Linked DNA regions of Oryctolagus cuniculus: region 2 is linked to region 1. The links are chromatin contacts, called in public Hi-C maps. All regions are on one chromosome and are shown on one strand. Each heading gives the region's core, a stretch centred on a gene start, on an enhancer-like site or on the middle of the called end of the contact. The rest is flanking DNA. Distances are from core to core; before and after follow the strand shown. Region 1 has its middle 120 kb from the start of ZBTB10. Region 2 overlaps ZNF704 (zinc finger protein 704).

What was found. Hi-C and Micro-C count contacts between places; a contact is called where the count stands out from the background.
Region 2: a contact with region 1 is called in a Hi-C map of an unstated tissue, with 5 times the contacts expected there. The contact joins two enhancer-like sites. A contact is called at or near these places in 6 of 6 Hi-C or Micro-C datasets (ear pinna, embryonic fibroblasts, liver and 3 more).

What each region holds. Positions count from the first base shown.
Region 1 is chr6:106,121,731-106,126,200 of mOryCun1.1, reverse strand. No RefSeq gene overlaps it. Among named protein-coding and RNA genes, the nearest start is that of ZBTB10, 120 kb to the right of the region's middle. Within about 2 kb of position 2,755, at least 2 of the 8 cell types and tissues checked have an H3K27ac peak or open chromatin away from gene starts, as enhancers often do.
Region 2 is chr6:106,194,891-106,199,332 of mOryCun1.1, reverse strand. It overlaps ZNF704 (zinc finger protein 704), which reads left to right. Exons shown (of 9, transcript XM_002710562.5): 4 at 1,701-1,936. Among named protein-coding and RNA genes, the nearest start is that of ZNF704, 190 kb to the left of the region's middle. Within about 2 kb of position 1,837, at least 5 of the 8 cell types and tissues checked have an H3K27ac peak or open chromatin away from gene starts, as enhancers often do.

The DNA.
Region 1 (4,470 bases), core at 1,506-4,005:
TGTGGCTACCTCTGGAGACTGAGTAAAAACATATTTTTCATTTTTTTTAAAGATTGACTTTATTTATTTGAAAGAGAGAGGAAGAGACAGAGAGATCTTCCATCCACTGGTTCACTCCTCAAATGGCCACAACGTCCGGAGCTGAGCCTGTCCGAAGCCAGGATCCCAGAGCTTCTTCCAGGTCTCCCACGCTGGTGCAGGGGCCCAAGCACTTGGGTCATCCTCCGCTGCTTTCCCAGGTGCATTAGCAGGGAGTTGGATCAGAAGTGGAGCAGCTGGGACTGGAACTGGCATCCAAATGGGATGCTGGTGCTGTAAGCCAGGGCTTTAACCTGCTACGCCACAGCACCGGCCCCTGAACAACATTTTTAATTACGCACTATCTTCTATGGTTTGTTTACCACGTACAGTTGTTTCTTTTTCAAACTCTAATACAGCAAACAGAAGTTAAGCAACACCACCAGGCCGGAAGTCACCACACAGCAAGTGACTAGACGAGAAATCAACGTCCACTGAGTCTTCCCTGAGTCAGGCGGAGCTCCCAGCACCTGCGGTGGCCGCTGCCTGTGGGCGCAGCAAAGGGGTCCCAGGAGCCTCTCCTTGCACTGTTCTGCTCCCTCTGTCAAACCTACCCTTGGCTCCGGCTCCCAGCTTTTTCTAGCATATGGAATGCAGCCAAATTTGGATGGTTTCTCAGGGAGGGTAAATAATGTGTTGGCGATTGAGTTAAAACAACCAAGCTTCTTTCTATCAAGCCAGTGGGATCAGTCCAGGGCTTGTAAAGAACTACCTAAATCGTTTCCAGTTCCTTCGATTACTTCTTCCATCTTGAAAATTAAAAAGCAAACACTCTTCCCAACCTAGGATATGCTGCTTTAAGAACTATCTACTCCACGAGAAAGCCAAGTGTCCATGGGTTTCTTACTTTGGTTGTGTTGATGGAAGAAAATACTTACTTTCTACTGATATTATTGCTCTTGAAATGTGATTTCTATGAATTACAGTTAATGTATATTTTTATCAAATACTTGTTAAATACTGCCCTCTGGTGGGAGGTTTGGTAAAATCTTCTGCCAAAAATGATTACAAAGCTGTTACGTCTTCTTAACCAAAGCTAAAAAATTCTTAAGAAGTGTTTTCAAAGAGGACAGAATAAATATATGCACATCTCTTGAAATCAAATATTCAGGGCCAGCGCTGTGGCATAGTGGGTCAAGCCACCACCTGCAGTGCCGGCATCCCATATGGGCGCCAGTTTGAGTCCTGGCTGCTCCACTTCTGATCCAGCTCTCTGCTATGGCCTGGGAAAGCAGTAGAAGATGGCCCAAGTCCTTGGGCCCCTGCACCCGTGTGGGAGATCGGAAGAAGCTCCAGGCTCCTGGCTTCGGATTGACAGGGTTCCAGCCCTTTAGGCCACCTGGGGAGTGAACCAGTGTATAGAAGACCTTTCTCTCTCTCTGTCTCTCTCTCTCCCACTCCCTCCCTTCCTCTCTCCTCCCTCTGCCACTCTGCAACTCTGCCTTTCAAATATATAAATAAGTCTTTAAAAGAAATTAAATACTCATTATGCAGTTATAACTTAAAAACTGTACCTTTCATAAAATTTGACACTGTCATCATTTCCCAAGGTACTTCAGATATTTACCTGACTGGGATAGCTTTCCCATAATATGCAAAAATACTTTATTTTCCAAGGCCGACTTGAGTTAACTTCACAAATATCCTCACAATTTTTTTTTTTGACAGAGTGGACAGTGAGAGACAGAGAGAAAGGTCTTCCTTTTGCCGTTGGTTCACCCTCCAATGGCCGCCACAGCCGGCGCACCGCGCTGATCCGATGGCAGGAGCCAGGTACTTATCCTGGTCTCCCATGGGGTGCAGGGCCCAAGCACTTGGGCCATCCTCCACTGCACTCCCTGGCCACAGCAGAGAGCTGGCCTGGAAGAGGGGCAACCGGGACAGAATCCGTTGCCCCGACCGGGACTAGAACCCGGTGTGCCGGCGCCGCAAGGCGGAGGATTAGCCTAGTGAGCTGCGGCACCGGCCTATCCTCACAATTTTTTAAATGCATGTTATCTCATAAAAGTTACTTTAGAACTGTCTATGCACAATAATTTTGAAACACATCAGCAACAATGAGTTTTAATGTCATTAAAGCAGAGCTTAAAAGAGGAGTTAATTTTTACAATTCAAGGGCACCTCAGCAAGAACTCAGTAGGGACACTGGGCGGGACGCCTTTGCTCTGGTCATATTGGCAGCCACTTGGAAACTCTTGCCCATTGCCTGCAAGTCATTCACCACTTAGCTTCACGAACCCGGGGAACCAAGCACACCACACACACACACACACACAAACACACACACACACACACACACACACACACACACCGCCACGTTCTCCAAGTTTTTAAATACATCTTCTCCACCCAAGTCACACTTTGTATTTACAGGATACGGCTTTTCTCCCCCTAAGAAGGTCGGAATGCTTTGCCCAGTTCCTCCCCGTGTGATTCTTCACACTTACTATCTATACGCAACTGATGGGTGAAGGGAAACCGCAGGGAGGTGAGCCTCCTTCGGCGCCTGGGGCAGAAGCCCCGCCAGGGCTTGCATCTCCCACGGCCGAGCCGGCTTTGCCCTCACAGCAGTGCAGAGACGGGGAGAAAGTCGGCGGCGGCTCTCCAGCGGCGCGCGCCGCTCCACCTGCCGTTCGAAGCTGCGGCGCCCGGGGACCGAGCAGCGCTCCAGCCGGGCGAGGTGAAAGTCGCAGGCGAGCGCGCAGGGCCGGCGCTCAGCTTGCAGGCGGCAGGGCGCCCGCGGGGACGCGCCCTCCGGATCCCAGGGTACGCTTCTCCTCGAGGAGGCGCGGCCAGCTCAGCCGGCTCCCCAAGGTGACCTCGGCGACGCCACGCCTCCCCCGCCGCCGGTTTCGCACTCCAAAGTCAGCCTTGTTTACCCTCCGCGCCCGGCTCCCGGACCTCCTCCGGTTCCACTTTTAACATGACAAAAGCAAAAATAAATACCGCAGGAAGATGCGCTCTGTTAGAAAAGCGGGATTTTAACATCCAAGAGGGAAAGTACAAATCACTTAGCGAGAACTCGAGCTCCCCTAGGATGGCGCTTTGGGAGAGCTCCTGGCCCGGGGACTCGCCCTGTTTGTGCTAAGTGTCTGTTATTATCACTTCTATTCTAAAACTCTCGCTCTTGACTTAGAATTATCGCGCCTTTCATCTTTGCTGAGTGTTTTCCCTTTGATCCACGGTTACCTGTGGCTTCTCCCCGAGCGCCTGGGGATGCTACAGCTCCTAATCCTGCCACCCTTTCTTCCGTGTCCCCAAATTCTTCATCTGTTCCTTCTCTGAGGCACTGGCCCTAACGGCCCTTGTACTGTTAACTGTGCACTGAGCCCTCTCCAAGCACATTGCTGGGCCGGGAGAAACCCTGGGGAAGATTCCGGGGCTAACACTTAGATACTCTTGGCAGCACACGGATACCAAGATCGGTCTGTGTATTCCTTCAACAGTTACTCGGCCCTGTATGAGTCTGCCTATTGGTCTCTTGTTTCATAATTTCTCCTGACACAGCTAACAGTGAGTGCTTTTGCGTATTCATCAGTGGCAAAATGGAAGCTACTTTTAAATACTCTTTCCCTTTTGTCGTTCACCTTCCAATTAACGTGGCTGTCAGAGTGCTGTCCCGCAATCATCGGGACCACCTGAGAGTGTGAGAAACACAAATGCAAGTCCTTGGGCTTCACGCTGCACGTCCTGAATCAGAAACTCAGGGCGGCACACAGCAGGCTATGCTTACAACCCCTCTGGGAGGTCCTGATGCGGGCAAAAGCTTGGGACTCACCGATCTGTTGCTTCCCCTCCTTGGTGCCCCCAGCGGCCATGCTCCCATGTCCACAGGCAAGTAGACAGGGCACGGAGACTCCAAAAAGTGAAATAGCAGAGCGGGCTGAAAGTCGCTGTCCTTAGCCCTCCCCTGATCCTGTTTTCAGTAATGACTTGGGTAGAGGCACAGAGAGCTCACTTCTCTCATGAACAGGTGCCTGAGAGCTGGATGCGGTAGAAGAGCTGGTGAAAGATGACGTCAGAACCCAAAGACACCAAGTGACGGCCCAACAGAGTATTGAAAGACTATGTTAGTTAGGATTAGGTTCAGCTTTGAATGACAGAAAATCCAAAAGCACACTGGCTTATGAAGACAGAAGTGCGTTTCTCACTCAACAAAAGTGAATCTGAAGTCTCAGGCCAGAGTCAGTGTGGGGGCTCTGCTCCCTGGAATTTGCAGGATCAAGCTCCCCATCTGGTTCCCCACTCTATCATTACCACGCTATGGCCTTGTCCATCCTCTGGTCACAGATGGAGACACCTGTGTTTCAGATAGTAAAATGCAGAAGGATGGAGAAGGGGCCCATTCCTGTTGTCTGTTAAGAATTCCAGAAGGTACCACCGTATGCTTCT
Region 2 (4,442 bases), core at 588-3,087, 74 kb before region 1:
GAGCCCTGGCTGCTCCACTTCTGATCCAGCTCACTGCTAATGACCTGGGAAAAGCAGCAGATGGCCTAAGTGTTTGGCCCCTGCACATGGGAGACTTGGATGAATTTCCTGGCTCCTGGCTTTAGCCTGACCCAACCCAGGCTACTGCAGCCATATGGCGGGTGAACCAGCACATGGAAGATCTCTCTCTGTCTCTCTTTCTATATAACTCTAACTTTCAAATAAATAAATAAACCTGGAAAAAAAAAAAAAGAGGAGGAAAGAACTTTCTTCACGAGACCTGGCACTGGCATAGCAATCAAGATGCCGCTTGTGATGGCCAGATCCCACACCAGTGTGCTTAGGTTCAAATCCCGGCTCCACTTCCAATTCCAGGTGCTAATGGACACCCTATGAGACCGCAAGTGATGGTGGGAGTACGTGGGTCCCTGCTACCCACTTAGGAAACCCAGACTGTGTTATCTGCCTGGTTCTTCCCAGTTGCTATGAGATTTCTCTCGCTCTCTCGCTCTGCCTTTCAAATAAATAAATAACCATTTTTTAAAAAATAGAAAAGACATTTCTCCATGAATTCTAGCCTACCATTTGTCTTTACTTCATTACTGAGTACAGTATTTTTTTAATAGGGCATTTGGGGGCTTTTTTTCTTCCTTGTAGTTTTTATACATTCATTTAATGCATTCAATACATTTAATACAATAAAAATGTACACGATTATGGAGGAAAAATTATCCAATGAGAAAGTAGAATTTATGCAAATGCTAATTAAGATTCTGCATCTTGAAAGGTAAAGCAAATTTCCAGTGATTCCTAAAGTCCCCCAAAGACATTCTAACTGGGCAGAAGTCCCTCCCCCATTAGCAAACAATGCACAGTGTTTTCCACCCCAACAGGAAAGGTGAAATGCAACCCCAGTCAGTACTTAATGTGGGAAATGCATACCCCATCCCCTGTGGCCATGAGGATATAGGATGCTCACCTCCAAGGGCCCAGGGGCACTACGGGAAAAGGACCTGTAACAGACCTGGGTTAATTACTAGGCGCTGCCTCAGTGTCCACATCTGTAAAATGGGAATACTCACCTTTACTCTGAGAGGCAGAGCCTGTCAAAATGCTAGAGAGTGTACGAATGAGCTTTGTAAGGTGTAAAACCCTCATTAAAGGTACAGTATTGTTGTGGGTATTTGTTCTGATCAGCAGCATGGCCAATGGCCTCTGATAGCCATCTGGAAATTATTTCTCTTACATTTTTAAATCTTAAGGGAACTTCCTATAAATGTATCCCAAGAATCACTCACAGTCCTATGTGAAACCCTTAAAAAAAAAAAAAAGTTGAAATTGGCATGAGAGTGACTATATGAACAATTTGGAACAACACTGCAAATAATACCCCTGACTTAGAAAAGCTGCAGTCCATAAATTCAGAGCTCCTCAAACTGAGTGAGCGAGACCGTCTATGTGTTTTGATTTTTGGTTTTTTGTTTTTCATTATCATGCCAAGGAACAAGTGATCTCAGTGCAGCCCCCATCAGAAGATGTACCCTCTGGCTAGGATATCTAAACGTTCATCCGCTGCAGGGTGCCTTGGGAGGCCATGTAGAACTAGAATACCACTTGCATTCCCAGAGGCTGAGTGGGATGCGGAGGCTGCAGGTGCCCCTGCCCCCCGCCCGCTGACGCTGTGTCTGTGTCCCGCGCAGAGGGCCTGAGCGGATCCTGGAAAGAGGGCGGCGGCGTGCCCTCCAGCAGCAGCAGCAGCGGCTACTGGAGCTGGAGCGCCCCCAGCGACCAGTCCAACCCGTCCACGCCATCGCCGCCGCTCTCGGCTGACAGCTTCAAGCCCTTCCGCAGCCCCGCGCCGCCTCCGGACGACGGCATCGACGAGGCGGAGGCCGGCAACCTGCTCTTCGACGAGCCCATCCCCAGGAAGAGAAAGGTTGGTGTCGGGGCGCCGCGTCTTCTGTTTCAGCCGCGCCCGCGCTCGCATGGCCGAGCCCCGGACCCCGGGCTCCTCCTGGGGGGCGACTGCCCACCCACGCCCCCTTGTGATGGACGCGAGCGCTGAGTGCTGCCCCAGTTTGGGAACGCAGGGTCGTGAATGAGGACAAATACAAGTGACTAAAACATGAACAGGTTCCCTCAAAGTTGACATGCCCCATCCTCTGGCTACACGCGGCTAATCTAGGACTTAGCAGAATGTGAAAGGTAAAAAAAAATAGCACTTCCGGCTTGGCTGGGTAATTAACTCACTCTCTCTGTGGGACTTATTTTTTTTTCATATGCGAAATGTAGTTAATGTCTTTTCTCTTTTCCTGTTTCAACCAGCCCTGGAGGCTGGGGAGGAAACATAGGCTTCAGTTAAGTTAATGGAAGGGAATGTGAAACATACGTGAAACTGACATGTAAACAGAAGTGCATACACAGCGCAGAGCACATACTTACTAAATACAAGTGGGAAGGGAGATCTGATTAACTGACTTAATAAAGTAACAGGTTGTGCCTTTGTTTAATTCTCGCTGCTGTCTTGTAGGGGAAGTGTTCTGTTCCCATCTTGTCAGGAGGAAGCTGAGCGGGCACTTACCTCGTGCCTACCATGGAAGGAGGCAGGACCTGAGCCGCCTTCCAACCCAGAGCCTCCTGGACCTAAGGCTCCTATTCCCTATCTTCTCTCCCGCTGCTTTGCAATTATTGTGGTCACTGCAGTTTTCAAAAGCATTTCTGATTTCCCTGCATCTCGGAAACATTTTGACATTATTTTTAACAGCACCATGTAAATATGAGGCTGTTATTGGGATGGTTTTTGGGTGTTGTATCGAAAGCTTCGTTATGAATGACTAATTCACAAGCAGAATTCCAAGGCAGAGCCCTGAGGACCACAACGCAATCTTTTTTTCTTCCCCCAATTTGTTCAAAGAGAACAAAGCGAGGGTTTCGATCCAACACCTTCCCTCCCTGCGTCTCTCAGTGCCGCACCGCCTGGGTTGCAGGGGTACAGGTGTTCCCCGAGTGGGTCCACGTAAGGAAGGGCTGACTTTTTTGCCCAAAGAAGAGGACACGGATGTAGCCCCCTCTCCTTCCCACTGGCAGTGGCCTTGAGGAGTTGCTGTTTCACTCCAGTCCCTCCTGCAGGGGACCGGAGTTGTCCTGGCACCCTGTGTGTCCCCAGGGATACTAGATTTTCACTTGGCCAGTCAGGGACAGAAGCTGCCACTCACATCAGTGGGTAGCTGCAGGCAAGACACCAGTGTGGACCTGGTGCTTCAGGCTGCGCAGCCTTTTCCTCTTGGGTCACCTGACTCTCATAAAGCAAAGGCTGATAATGTTAGGGCCAGGACTCACAGCAGAGAGAGTCCCTAGTGCTTTGAAGGGACATTCCTGAAACCTGTCACAGCCTTCCATTCCAAATGTATATGTCTAACCTGCAATGCTGAGCCAACTGTGCGTCGTGCATTACAATTAAGTTGCATTGGTCAGACTCTTACTGAAGGTCAACAGGCCTAAGGGACAGTTAGGTCACCAAGGAAAAGGACCGAAAAGCTTCATTGCAAAGTGGCATCTGTCTGAAGGCACGGGCCTGCTTCACAGCATGCTGCCTGCGTACTAGGAGCGAGTGCAGGAATGAGAACGATGCCCATCCTTCTCTTCCTGATTTCTCCCTCCACTGGAACTCCGAGTTTCCCCTGGGTGATCGCAGTAGGATGAAACTTGTGGCCGGAGCCGTGGTTCAATAGGCTAATCCTCCGCCTTGCGGCGCCAACACACCGGGTTCTAGTCCTGGTCGGGCGCCGGATTCTGTCCTGGTTGCCCCTCTTCCAGGCCAGCTCTCTGCTGTGGCCAGAGAGTACAGTGAAGGATGGCCCAAGTTCTTGGGCCCTGCACTCCATGGGAGACCAGGAGAAGCACCTGGCTCCTGCCTTCAGATCAGCGCGGTGCGCCTGCCGCAGCGCACTGGCGGCGGCCATTGGAAGGTGAACCAACGGCAAAACGAAGACCTTTCTCTCTTTGTCTCTCTCTCACTGTCCACTCTGCCTGTCAAAAAAGAAAGAAAAAAAAAAGAAAGAAACTTGTGACCACTAATTTTTAACACTCAGATCTTACATAGACCAAGTTGCTGCCTTGGCCTTTGGAACTTCGAGTGCCTTTGAGTTATGAAAATAAAGTGGCACTGTTGCTATGCATTTTTTCGTGTGTTAAGTGAGCCAGTATTTACTGAGTAGCCTTTGGGCAAAATGCTTAATGCGGGGAGCGTGATGCCTCTGCTACCTTTAGGATGTGGAATTGTGGGGTGGGCGGAGTTTGATGTGTGAAGAGGTAAGCACCATTGCCTGTGTTCAAGATGTGGTAGGACGTAGCAGCTGTAACACAGTCATTTTAAAGTCTTGTGTCAAGAGCTAGGTAGGTTCCAGCTGGTGGGCTTTCCTGGGTCTACCTGGTGTCCCTGT